Regions from separate parts of the Triticum aestivum genome. Here region 1 is linked to region 2. The links are chromatin contacts, called in public Hi-C maps. All regions are on one chromosome and are shown on one strand. Each heading gives the region's core, a stretch centred on a gene start, on an enhancer-like site or on the middle of the called end of the contact. The rest is flanking DNA. Distances are from core to core; before and after follow the strand shown. Region 1 holds the start of LOC123151752. Region 2 holds the start of LOC123151282 (geranylgeranyl transferase type-2 subunit beta 1).

Region 1 (7,148 bases), core at 1,617-4,116, 570 kb before region 2:
ATGGCGTAGTGTCGCCGTGCCGATGTTATTCATTGTAATATCGGAAACCTTGTAGTCATATCTGTGTACTAATAGAAAGCTGGTTTGTTCTATGCTAAGCAGTGCCGTATTTCAGAAGACTTCTCCTCGATCTCTGGGCTGGAATACGGGGCGTTTCGGTTTCTCTGAGCTAGGGTGCCACAACCCTGTAGGACGAGCGGTAGTGGGAGCGGCACTAGGGGCGGTACTACCGCTGCTACTACCGCTCGGCGCTCTGTTCTCCCCTCTTGCCTCTATTTTCCTCAACAACTGTAGGAAGCGGTAGTACCGCTCCTGGAGCGATAGTACTGCTTGTGTGCGGGCTGAGAAGAGCATGACGATTGGATTTGTTCCCCGCTATAAAAGGGGGTCTTCTTCCTCATGAAGAACTACCTCTTCCTGCCCTAAACTCCATTGTTGCTCCAAAGCCCATTTTCACCCGATCTCTCTCCCTAGCCAATCAAACTTGTTGACTTTCTAGGGATTGGTTGAGAAGGCCCCGATCTACACTTCCACCAAGAGAAATTTGATTCCCCCACTAATCTCTTGCGGATCTTATTATTCTTGGGTGTTTGAGCACCCTAGACGGTTGAGATCACCTGGTGGAAGTGTAGCCGATCTAGAGTGTTGTTTCTCAGTGAAGGTGCGCATGATGATGACATATGATGATGTACATTTTGTGGTAGCTAGGGCTTGAAAATTGTTGCTGGCTTGCATATTTTGATGAGGTGGTATATGCTAACCGTAGGACACGAAACAAAAAAATAATTGTAGCCCAGCCTTTGAAAGATGCTCATAAGAACAGTGTATCTGGGTATGTGTACATTCCATCTCTCTCTAAACACACTTGAAGCACCTAATGCCGAGATGCATCAAAAGAAAATACAGATTTCTTCCGGCACTTCTGTAATGGAGCAGTATCATGCTACACACAAACAATTGCACTCCGATCATAGACAGTGGATTTATTATTTAGCATGTTGGAAACACTAGCAGAGTAGCAGTAGCAGTGACGGTATCACAATGCACGGATTGTAGTGTCTCCATACACCGATTTCTGAACATCTAGCACTTACACATTTACATTTCCAGTATGATTCCTCGTGTCTAACAAAACGGTATCCGTCCAAACAAGCAGGAAACTCAAAAGATGAACGCTAAATTACTCAAAACGAAGAGACTCAGACGACAACAAGACCTGGCTTGCTAGCATGAGGAAGCAACCTTTTTAACGGTATATGCTTATCATGCGTTAGCAATCAGGCTTGCAGAAATCCCATATTGGGACGTTGCCAGTCAAACGGACGCCGTATTTGGTACAGGATGTTCCCAGATGAACTAGTTGTCAGACTTCGGAGGATCCTTCTTCTTCCCGTAAGTTAGGCCAGTGTCCTGGTGACATTACATGCAGTAGTAGATAAGGAATCAACTTGCAGAACCAGTTGATGGAATAGCTTGTTGTCTGGGTCTCAGGGATCTAGTGAAAGTGAAGATACAAAGGTTACCTGGGGGTCAGGAATTGGCCTCCGTTTCTCGACATAACGGTATGGATCCGAGGCAGCAGCTAAAGCAGCTCGTTCCTGTGAAAAAAGGCATATACCATTATCAACAGAGTGGAAAGAAAAATCACCAGATTAAACATAATAGTAAGAGTGGAGAAGCGTGAAATATCAAGATAACACTGCAGCAATTTGAAGTAATTTGGTGCAAAAACATCGGTGGATGAAATGGAACGAAAACAGACAACTCTATAAAAGAAAATTTCAGATAAAGAAAAGTAATAAGTACTAACTGCTTATCAGGATAGATGAGACATGAGTAACTGCTAGAACATTTGGTTCTTTTACTTGTAGATAAATAAGGGTGCCTTACAGGAGGATGAAATTCCTAAGTCACACTTTTGAATAGAACAAGTGACTGTTTAAAAAGGACAACACGCAGCAAGAGGCAATTCAGATTATCATTTTCAATATGGTGGATGCAAGAGCTGAACATAGCTGTCCCACTTTTATAAGAGCATGCCATTTATTCGCTCTATTTGGTTTGACAGTAATAATATTTCCATGAATGAAGTGTTTATCAAAATACATCATCAAATTATTCTTGTTGGAAGAAGGCCATATTAAGATTCACAAGTTTAACTTCCCAAGCAACGATAGCTCAACCATGTAAAATGTCATGACAGACACTAGCCGGCTGTAATTTCAATGGTGTTTCCTATGGTTTAAGTTTGGCAGATAAAATGAAGTTGACAATTAGTCAGTCCCTACCAAAAGCTAAGACAGCAGCATCAATTCCGAGCAAGCCAACGCACAGTTCCTAGAAGTAAACAACAAGCTCTTGATGCCAGCGCCTATACACGCATCATTTCGACAATTTCCTGGAATTAACTAAACGGGCTTGTAGAGATGTGGGCAACTGCATCTTACGGCGATCTCATCCGAGAAAGCGATATGTCCAGACCGATCCATCCAATAGAAGACAATCACAGCGGTAACAAGAATTAGCAAGGGGAAATCGACCTGCTGCTCCTTCTGGAGCTGGCGCGCGGGTCGGACCCAGAGGTAGTAGGCGAGGCTCCCGGCGACCGCCCAGGAGGCGACGTTGGTCCAACCGCGCACGCCGCCCAGCGCGTTCCCCACGAACGACCGCGCGCTCCCGACCCTCCGGCTCCACCCCTTCGCCGGCACCATCTCTAACGCTCTCCGAGACCCTCCCAGGCGGGCGGCGGCCTCTCCCCGAGCGCTTCCTCCTGCGTCGCCGCCGACTCCCGAATCTCTGCCCCCTCTCGATCGCCTCTGTGTCTAGTATTGGTCCGCAAGAAAGGGAACGGAATGCTACTGCGCGATGTAACAGAGTGGACGGCCCATTTGACCTACGAAGTACTAGTTGGTCTAGAATTTACCAGACAAAGTCCATGAGAAGCCCAACTCGAGGGCTCAGACAGACACGCCAGTATGTAAAGCTTCCTAAATTGTCTCAAAAAAATGTAAAGCTTCCTAAATCTCAAAATGATATGTCGGCTTGATCTTTCGGAGGTGCTCATAAAAATAGGGTGTGTGTGTGTGCATTCATAAGGATGAGTGTATGCGCATGTATATGAGCGCTTGTGTTTGTACTGATGTTTAAAAAAAACCGATGAGAGAGCCTCACCCAAAAAAAAATAACTGATGAAGGAGCCCCTCAAGGGTCATTTGGACTGGGCTTAGAGCGTGTCATTTAGCGTGAACTGCCGTCACGTGTCGCGCTCTGAGTGCTACCTTCAAATTTTATTGTTCTTTTCACATGTTTTCAGCTTTTAGATGTTTTTCTCGTTTTTTGGGGCTTTTGGCCAGTCTTTCTTAGCTATTGGACAAAAAATTGGAAATTTCTAAACAAGAAAAAATGCATTTTTCTTTCTTTATTTTTCTTTCGCAAGAGGTATGAATTTGCTTCCGCTAGAGACGCAGTCGTGCCTGTCGAAAAAGGAAAACACGTTTTTTTTACTTTCACGAGAGGCATGGCCGTAGTCAAAAACAAAAAAAAAGTGTTTTTTCCCTTTCGCGAGAGGCACGGGTGTGCTTCCGCGAGAGGCACGACCGTGCCTCTCAGAGAAAAAAAATGTCTTTTCTTTTCTTACTTTTGTGATAGGCACGGCCGTGTTTCTTGAAAAAAAGAAAAAAAATCTTCTGTGAGAGGTGTGGATTTGCTTCCACGAAAGGCATGGTCGTGCCTCACGAAAATATACAGAAATAGATGTTATATTTTTTTCATTCGCAATAGGCACGGGTTTGCTTTCACGAGAGGCATGAATTTGTTTCAGAGAGGCATGGCCGTGCCTCTCGGAAACGAAAAATAATGTGCCTTTTTTCTCACGAGAGGCATGGGTTCATTTCTTATGGAGGCACAGATTTGCTTCCGCGGGAGGCACAGTGAAAGGAAAAAATATACTCCCGGTTCGTATTTTTGCCTAGTTTTTTGGTCTGGTTTTTTGTGTGAAGAAAAAAGTTCGTCAAAACATATTCACATGGGATCTAAATTTAAAAATCTCAACGCGAGGAATCCAATGATGAAAATTATTCAAGATTTGGATGCACAGTTTAAAAGATAAACGGTTTTGAATAAACGGATCTACCAAAAAAGTTGCGACAAAGTGACGCATATAGTGCGCCATTTTGTCGCAACATGAGGAGGTGGGAGTGATATTTGCAAAAAATTAATCTTAATTAGTGATTTCGCAAGGTATATCATGGAACGCTGATTGTTTTCCCCTTCTCGCTTCATTAAATGGTCGGCCCGTTCGTTTGCTCGCTGCTTTCGATTAGTTCGTTGTTCCATTCTGTTCGTGTTTCTTTCTCATTCTGTTTTCTCTACTTCTTCAATTGTTTTTTTCTTCTGATTTTATTGCTTTTCATCGTGTTTTTTGTTTATTTACCAATCACTACAGTTTATCTTTTTATTCACCTGTTTTCTTTTGGGCTTTTTGCTTTGCTATAAATTTATTTATCTTTTTTGTTTCACCTTTTTCTTTCGGTTTCCTTTCATTCTTCTTTATAGTTTGGTTACCTTTGTTTATTTCTTCGTTTTCTTTTGTTTTACTTTTTTCTATTTCTTTTTTTGTGGATTATTATCTGTTTTATTTTTTGTTTAACACATGATAACTTATTTCACACATTCAATAATTTTTGAATACATTGGAAATATTTTATTTTTGAAATACATGATTAACCTTTTGTCGGGGGCGATGCTGATTCCCGCCAACACCTATGGGGACAGGGCCCCTTTCGGTTCGGTGGGGGGCGGAGAGCGCACAAAGAGCGGATCGAGGCAGTGCACGCGGGCGATTTTACCCAGCTTCGGGCCGCACGGATGCGTAAAACCCTACTGCTGCTTGTTTGTGTATATTGGATTCTTGCTCAGGAGCGATGGACGCTGCCAGACTGAGCGTGAGAGTGTTCCTGGTGTTGAACGAGCCGAACTGGCCAAACCTCTGAACTTCCGAACCTCTGAACCCTTTCTACGTTGCGTTTGGGCCTCCTTTTATACTCTCAAGGGGTCACCGACAGGTGGCAACGTAGACTAGAAGGGTAAAAATGGAAAAGGATGCGGTAGGTGCAGCTACCGCTTACTGTGGATACAGTGCTCCCTACCTAACTCTGACGGCAGGGGACAAGGGCATTAAATGCATGTCTGAGTCTCCTAAACAGTGCAAAAGGTGACCGTTAGGAGTGCCACCGTTTGCCACGATGGGCTTCTCTTCATCTCCGCTTGCCACCACGTACCCCTAACTGCACGGCCTCCCGCCACGTGTGCTTGGGAGAGTCCCAGAGCGACACGTTAGCAGGTAAGCTGGAGAGCGGGCACGAAGTGGGGGTTTCCCGCGGCAAGCTCCTTGTCGCGGCTGTCGTCTTATCGCGTCCGGAGGCTTGTCGCTCGCCAGATCTTGCCGGGACGCAGGGCGCGTCGCGGCAAGCTTTCTTGGTATGTCTTGAGTGGCCTTCCCGGCAAGCTCCTCTTGCCGGGGTCTTGTCTCTTCCCGGCAAGATCCTCTTGTCGGGGCCTTGGTTGGCCTTCCCGGCAAGCTCCTCTTGCCGGGGCCTTGGTTGGCCTTCCCGGCAAGCTCCTCTTGTCGGGGCCTTGGTTTGAGTACTTTGTTCTTGAATGGTCTTCAAGGGAACCACGGAGGGTCCTGGCGGTCACCCGGCAAGCCTTGCCGCGGGGCGCTGCAACTGCCCGTGCACGAGTTCGGGGTAATAGGGTACCCTTACTCTAGTACACCGACACCTTTTTGAAAACCTATATAGTTTATGTCTATTATTATCATACACATTGTACATGTTTTGGTATATATCTAACAAATTTTAAAATAAACATTTAACATTTTTAATAAAAGTTAATCGTTATTGAATACATGGTCAGCATGTTTTCCGTGCTCATTTTAAAGTTTTCAAAATGCTTGAATAACATTTTTGTACTTATACGATCAACTTTTTTTGAAAAATTCTCAATATTTTTTTCTATACACATTTAAGGTTTTTAAATGCCTGATTAATGTTTTTCAAATACAAGACTAACATTTGTTTAATACATTGTTAACATTTTTTCTATACACATTTTATATTTTCAAATGCTACATTCATAGTTTTCAAATACAAGATTAACATGTTTTGAATACATGGTCAACCTTTTTTATATAAACATTTAACATTTTCAAATGCTTGGCAAAAAAATTGAATACATGATTAACTTTTTTTAGTAAATGGTTCACATTTTTGAATACAAGGTCATTTTCTATACAAATTTAACATTTTTCAAATGCTTGATTATAAACTTTCAAATACAAGATTAACATTTTTCTCAAAAGCTTGATTAACATTTTTAAACACATGATCAACTTCTCTCATACGCATTTGTAATTTTCTGTACACATCAGAACATTTTCTATATGGGCATTTTATCATTTTTCAAATGCTTGGATAACATTTCTTTCAAATATATTTTTCTTGTAACATACTCCCTCCGTAAAGAAATATAAGAGCGTTTGGATCACTACTTTACGAGAGAGTATTTGTTTAGAATATTTAGAATTATGAACAAGATTAATAAAAGGCCAAAATTAAAACAAAAAGTTGTGGCGTCCCGCGCGCCTGGTCCGGCGCACCTCGCGCCTCCTTCAGGCGAGTCTTCCCTCGGTCTCGATAGAAGCAAGGTATAGCTGCGCCCAGGGACGAACCCAGAGCCCACTATGTCTTACTTTATGCGAGACAGTAGCTCAGCTCTACTACAAGGAGCCCACTACGAGCCAGGTAGACGTGTGGTTTTGTCACGCAGACCCCAAATACATGTTCTTTTACTATTGCTTATATTGTAAAAAATATAAATACATATATCTAAAAAAGAATATACTTATTTAAAAAAATGTTCATGTAGTGTAAAGAATGTTGTTGCAATTTTTAGAAAAGTGTTGGTATCATTCAAAAAAATGTTTGTGACATCTAAAAAATGTTTAAATGTCACACATTTCAATAAAATGTACATAAAAATATTATACAGTTTATAGTAATGTTCGTGTAATCAAAGAATGTTACTACCTCTATTCCTAATTATAAGATTTTTTTTCGATATTTCAATAAGGACTATATATGGACTAA
Region 2 (6,934 bases), core at 2,754-5,253:
CAAAAATTATCTTCTTACTTGATCTGTTCAATGCCCCAACAGCGATACAAGAATTTGACACGCAAGATAAAACTAGTGTCAAAACATAAGGTTGCAAGCATTATCAACACAGCAACTGGCGATGCTCTGGAGCAAACGTTCTTGACCGCAGTATGCTAACCATTGGCTTCGGTGGTCACTATATTGCAACTCCAGTTAGTTAAAGCTTCGAGCAACTCTAGCAGAATCGCTGAAATCTCGTATCCATATTCGCTGAAAGGGCGATCGCCAAAATTTATGGAGGCTAAAACAGGTGACTGCAACTCAGATTCGCTGTAACATGGGGATGCATATTACTGTTTGGGACCCACCTGTCATTGGGAGAGACAAATTCACCTCCAAAACTCCCAACGTCTCTCTCTGCTCAAGTTCACCCCGATTCCTCTCTCCCACTCCCCGGTCTCGATTGTGGTGGCCGCCCACTGCTCCATCCCCTACCCGTCGACTCCTTCCTCCCGCTCGGGCTGTACTGCTGACGCAGCGAGGCGCAACTCCACGAGGCCAACAATGGCGGGGACATCGAGCTCGCTAACTGCAGCAAAATGAAGGGGAGCGCGTAGGCAACGTCAGAGACAGGGCCACGAGGTTGAGCAGCAATGCGGGATGGGTAGCAGCAATGGAATTGCGCGTGCAGCGTCAAGGCGGGCTCAAGCCGGAGGTGGAACTTCCCTCCCGCCAGAAATCCTATGGATGAAGAACACCCTGCAAAATCTCCCCCTGCCTCCAAATACACAGGCTGGAGGGGACAATATGAAGCGCCTTCCGAATTTTTTGTTGAATAGCGATCCATCTAGCAAGAATCTGCTCGAGCAGTTTTCTTTTTTACCTCTCTAGCCTCTGTATGACGGTTATTATGGAGGAAAATGGTATACAGCCATTCGGCTAGAGTTGGTCGGCCAACCAAGGTAATTTTGAAAGATTATACTATTCCAACAAGAATAATCTTGATTGAATTTGATTCTCAGTCCTTGGACGTTACACTCTTCTACATAACAAGTGTCCGGATTTCCTGGTAAATATGAGGTCTGCACTATATCATCGAGCGTTCAAAGCCATGATCTCATGCATGGGAGTGATCAGAAACATCAGCGCGAGCTACCGAAGGAGGGGTAAGCTCTCCACTCGTGCTGACCTGACGTCAACGCCGTTACAACATGATCTTCCTAGCTGTGAACCAATAGAATAGGAATGAGATATATGTCAAAGAACGAAACACGAGGTGAGTTAGAAAAGCAAGAGCTGAGCCAACCTAAGGCACACTATTGTTGTTTTGTCAAGAAGATCCTGTTGACAACATCTAAAGGGAGGGCGTAGGCAGGATCCATAGGCTTCACTCCAGGATACTCCATCAATGAGAGCCCTGTTTTTGCAAGAGGCTAACTAATTCAGCAAGGAGTTTATGACTTTGAATCATTCGAATAGCATACTGCAAGATCCCTGTGGTTAACTACTATACTAAGGGAGGAAGTAATATAAATACCTGCAACTCCAAAGTACGTGTGGTAGATATCGACCGCATTATCTGGTCTATCTGAAATTCCACCATTTTCCTTGTCCTGCCAATGTAAAAAGTTATGACAATATATATGGTAAATGGAGAAAATTGATCTTTTAGATGATGGGAGTTAGAAGTTGGACACATAATTATCAGAATTTCAGAGCAAGAATCATGAGCAGTTACCTGACAGTTCAATATGAACTTTGCAAGTTTTTCCTTGTCAATCCAGTGCACTCTATCAATAATTATCAAGCTTGATAACACCCACCATGAGTAGCACACCTATTGCGAGCAGTTCAATTAAATCTATGGTACAGTGAGAAATGCAAAAGGTGCACAATCTGAGAAAGCAGTCAATCTCACATCAGCAAGTTTCTCAGGACGCCCATTGAGCCCTCCATCTCTACACTGGCGCTCACAAAGCCACCATCCAAGGAGATCTCTATCAATGTGATGCAAAGAGCCGGTGATTGCGAGAGCACCAACACAACAGAATACTGCACGGAATGGATACATGTTTTCAGGTTATCTGTCCGCTATAAAGTGACAACTTGGAGAGAAATAAAAAGATAAAGGAAATAATCTTGTGAAAATGCAAATTTCATGTCATCATAGGAGTGCCACAATAATAATCATAGCAAATTGATTGGATAAATAGTAAATATCTTGCATTTTCCTGAAGGAAATGCTTTTTTATGTTTGTACAACCAACAATGTAGTCAAGAATAATCAATTATATCCCTCTTCTTCTTCCGGAATACAGATAGAAATACAAATAGACGATCTGACATAAATCTGATAAGGCATCATACTAGAACACTTGGAATCGATGGACTTTCAGTAGGATCTATTTTATTGACAAAATTACAGTTCTACTCAGGTACAATAGCAGTATGATTTGAGAGTAAAATGAAGATAATACATACTCTGCCCAGCATGAGACTCCCCTCCTGGCATCGCTCCAAACCCGCCGTCCAAGTTCTTACAGCTAACAATATATTCTACAGCCTTGTCCACATTAATTTTGTGCAGACGATGCAGTAATGACAAGGTGCATATGGAAATATAAGAGAACCTACAGGACATATATTACATTCATATTAGTAGCTCATACAGATGCTGCATTCAAATAAAACACATGGGAACTCAAAAAGAACAGTTACAGTTTTTACCTAGTATCAACTTCACCCCAAATATCACCAGAAAATGATCCATCCTCATTCTGAAGTCCAGTAATATCTGAAACAATTTAGATAGGAAAAGAATAGTGCCAGATTTCAAGCTCAGGGTGAGGCTACTTCAATTCATCCAGAAAACTATTTGCAGAAGCTTACAATGTTATCACTACTTCCCCATTTCATGATACAATTTAAGTCAAGCCGCAAGGCAATCAAATACCTAGAACTGGCTAATGCAGCAGATTAGTGTTCGAATACTGTGTCACAGCCACACAATATCGATCATCTATCAAGTACTATCTCATATGGTATTGTATTCTGGATGCAGCAGTAGACTAAAATTTTGACATGCTGCACTTAGTGTGGAAATTAGTGGATCATGGCTAGATGCTAAGCTGTGTGTTAACATAACTCCATAAAGCCATCCACATTTCAAGATGCAATGTTTTCTCATACACCATAAGGAAAGGTAATGTAAATGCAACACAATGTTTCAGCTTTCTTACTAGCAGTTCAGGGAAATGAAGCAGCCCCAAAACAAGATGAGATTGACTACAACCATTAGGACGTCGCTAACCTAACATTCACAAAACTACTACAGCAGGAGCAGCATGAAGCTCACTGAAGATCTGGAGAAGGATACAATCAGCAATTTTGTCTGCATCAAGAACATCGAGCCGATCGAAGAGGCAGAGGACCTGCACGGCGCTGAGCGTGTAGAGGACATGCGGGTCGTGCCCCACGTTCCCCCCGAACCCACCTGCACAGCCACATCCCAAGAAGACACACAAGTGAATCATTCAAGAACCGAGGATCCGAATCGACAAAACCAAGGCTTCCCCCTGCAGCCAAAGTACCAGATTCCGGGTGGTAGCACGACATGATCCAGTCGACGACCTCGGCGGCGTCCACGGCGTGAAGCTTGTGGAGGAGGTCGAGCGTGGTGAGGCCCCAGTAGGCCCCGCTGGCCCGGAGGTGCTCCATCACCAGCCACTCGAACGAGTCCTTCTTCTGCGGCAAACGGCGAGGAGGACGGTTGAGTTGTCGCCGGAGACGGTTCGCATCCGAGAGGGGGTATGCGTTGGGTGGGTGGTTGCTTACCTTCTCCGCGGTGACGATGTAGCGGACGTGCTTCTCCGCGGCCAGCTCCCCCTCTTCACCCATGGCTTCCTCCTCCTAGCTTCGCTTGGTTAGCGATGCTCCGTCGACGACTGATGTGCTCTTCTCCGCCGCGAGCGTGTTGGGATCAGGGGAATCAGGGAGGCCGAGCCGATGGGTTACTGGGCTAGCCGGGCCTGTGGTATGGATTGTTCGCCGAGATGGGCCTCGTGGATCCATGAGCATTTGGAAGCCCGCACCAAGCCTAACCAGGCCCACGGAGAAAGAAAACGGGATGTTTGCTTGGTGGAAACCACTAATTGCAAAGGTCACTGCAACCTCCTCACGTTGTGGCATATGCGCCACTTGTCGCAACATGAGAGTTTCCTTTTTTCCATAGATCAGTTTATTTCTTTGCGGGAACATAAATCAGTTTATTCAAAACGTTTTATCTTTTAAACCGATGCGTTCAAATCTTGAATCATTTTCACCGTTGGATTCCTCACGTCAAGATCTTCAAATAGATCCCATGTTGATAAGTTTTGATAAAAAAATCATGAAAAAACCAGAAGAAAAAACCGAACCAAAAACATGTTTTTTTCGAAAGAGGTACGTCCCTGCCTCTCGCGAAGCAAATCCTTGCCTCCACTAGAAACAGATATGTACATCCCGCGAAAAAAAGAAAATATGTTTTTTCCCATTTCGGAGAGGCATGATCGTGACTCTCGTGAAAAAATGCGGGTTTTTTCCGATTCCGAGAGCCACGGTCGTGCCTCTCGCGGAAGCAAATCTATGCCTCTCATGAAAGTAAAAAAAGAAAACACTTATTTTCCATTTCCGAGAGGCACGACCATGCCTCTCGTGGAAGGAAATCTGTGTCTCTCGCGGAAACAAAAAGAAAGAAAACGCGTTTTTTTGCACATTTTTTTTGAAAACAGTTTTTTGTCCAAAAGCTAAGAAACACCAGTGGAAAACTAAAAGGCCAAAAAAACTGGAAAAATCATCTAAAAGCCGAAAATGCGTGTAGATAAAAAAAATCAAAGGGAGCGTCCAGAGCACGACACGTGACGGCGGCTGAGAGCGTTGTCGCTGTCAAAACCGGCAGATCTCGGGTAGGGGGTCCCAAACTGTGCATCTAAAGATCGATGGTAACAGGAGACAAGGGACACAATGTTTACCCAGGTTCAGGCCCTCTTCATGGAGGTAATACCCTACGTCCTGCTTGATTGACTTTAATGAGTATAGGGGTTACAAGAGTTGATCTATCACGAGATTGTAATGGCTAAACCCTAATTGTCTAGCACGTATGATTATGATTGTGATCTGGCCTCTACGGACTAAACCCTCCGGTTTATATAGACACTGGAGGGAGTTAGGGTTGTACAGAGTCGGTTTACAGAGAAAGGAATATCCATATCCGCACACTAAGCTTGCCTTCTACGCCAAGGAGAGTCCCATCCGGACACGAGGGAAGGCCTTCTATCTTGTATCTTCACGGCCCATCTGTCCGGCCCACATCACGTAGCCCGGACACCCGAGGACCCCATAATCTAGGACTCCCTCAGTAGCCCCTAAACCAGTATTCAATGATGATGTGTCCGGCTCGCAGATTGTCTTCGTCATGCAAGGCGGGTTCCTCCTCCGAATTCTTCAAAGCAATTGATCGTCAGTACTATATCCGGCTATGTACAACAGTCATATCTCTGAATTAAAATACAGATAAGTTCTATCCTCCGAATATTTCACTGGTAAGATGTTACGTCCTGCCATTTTATTATTTCAAACCATTTTTCGGCCTCCCGTTTCGTGTTTCAAGACGCAACCACCGACGACACGTCTTGTCAAAGCAAAGATCGTGCCCCCTTATGATGGGATCCTTATCAATACGAGTATGGGAAACCCAACTGTGCCATCTCGCAGGACCCCTCGAAAATAGGCGAGCTTTAAGGCTCGTGGGGGACGCATGGTATTCACTGTCTTTATAAGGAGATAAGGTTCCCCCCTTTTTACCCCACACCTTTCCCTTCCTTAGTCCATCCGCCCTCAAGCTCCAGCGCTCAAGCTTCGATCCACTCTGTTCCCAGAAAGTACTCCAACCATGTCCGGACCCGGAGCGCAGGGCAAGTGGATGGCCTCCTCCGTCACGAAGGCAAACATCAAGGAACTTCGGGAAGCGGGGTATCTGGCCAAAGAGATCGCCCACCGACTCCCGGCCAAAAAACAGGTCATCCCCACTCCAAAGCCCGGCGAGAGGGTAGTATTCATCCTCCATTTTCTTCGTAGACTAGGGTTTCCCCTTCATCCTTTCGTCCGCGACCTCATGTTTTACTACGGGCTAAATTTCCATGATCTAGCCCCAAATTCCCTTCTCAACATTTTGGTGTTTATCGTCGTATGTGAGGCATCCCTCCGCATTTCCCCCCACTTCGGCCAATGGCTTAAGGTTTTCAATGTGAAACTAAAAGTGGTGGACGGCCAACACGCGGATTGCAGTGGCGCTATGGTGAGCAAACTGCCCAACATCACTTGGCCCAAGGGCACCTTCGTGGAGACCGTGAAGGGATGGCAGTAGGGGTGGTTCTATGTCACAGAGCCCCGCGACTCCACATGGGCTGCTCCCACGGAGTTCAAGTCTGGGCCACCAATGCGGCTGACATCCTAGCTCAATAAGGGCCTGGACTGGGCGTCAACTGATGAGGTAACGATGCTGGAGAAGCGCATCAAGAGCATGGTAGATAAAAATACCAGCCTCGCCAGCATGATACAAGTGATGCTCTTCCGTCGGATACTCCCCTGTTAGGCGCGTCAAGAGCCCATGTGGGAGTTCAACCCGGCCGGTCCTCGGACCCTGTAGCGGTTCTTCGGCACAAAGCACGAAGACATGTGGAAGCTACTCTTCAAGAACCAGAAGTCATGGCCGAAGACAACCAAAGACCTTGGCTACAACAGCACCCATGCTGCGACCGTCTTAAGTTCTTTGGTAACATTACTTTGCGAGCCCAAGGAGCACACTAAACTCTCCATTTTATTTTGCAGGGCTAGACCAAGAATGCGGAACGGTTTCACTGTCCGGCTCCGCTGCCCGAAGACGAAGCTATTCCTCTGTTGACGAGGATGCTAG

The links. Hi-C and Micro-C count contacts between places; a contact is called where the count stands out from the background.
Region 1: a contact with region 2 is called in a Hi-C map of leaf, with 7 times the contacts expected there. The contact joins the promoter of LOC123151752 here to the promoter of LOC123151282 in region 2. A contact is called at or near these places in 2 of 5 Hi-C or Micro-C datasets (both in leaf).

Annotation. Positions count from the first base shown.
Region 1 is chr7A:235,489,834-235,496,981 of IWGSC CS RefSeq v2.1, reverse strand. It overlaps LOC123151752, which reads right to left and starts at 2,866. Exons shown (of 3, transcript XM_044571408.1): 1 at 2,541-2,866; 2 at 1,524-1,598; 3 at 958-1,410. The coding sequence starts at 2,711. The coding sequence ends at 1,357.
Region 2 is chr7A:234,918,452-234,925,385 of IWGSC CS RefSeq v2.1, reverse strand. LOC123151282 (geranylgeranyl transferase type-2 subunit beta 1) reads right to left here and starts at 4,003. Exons shown (of 10, transcript XM_044571018.1): 1 at 3,817-4,003; 2 at 3,573-3,726; 3 at 3,359-3,475; 4 at 2,710-2,776; 5 at 2,464-2,612; 6 at 1,901-2,034; 7 at 1,721-1,819; 8 at 1,520-1,595; 9 at 1,289-1,399; 10 at 946-1,206. The coding sequence starts at 3,879. The coding sequence ends at 1,299.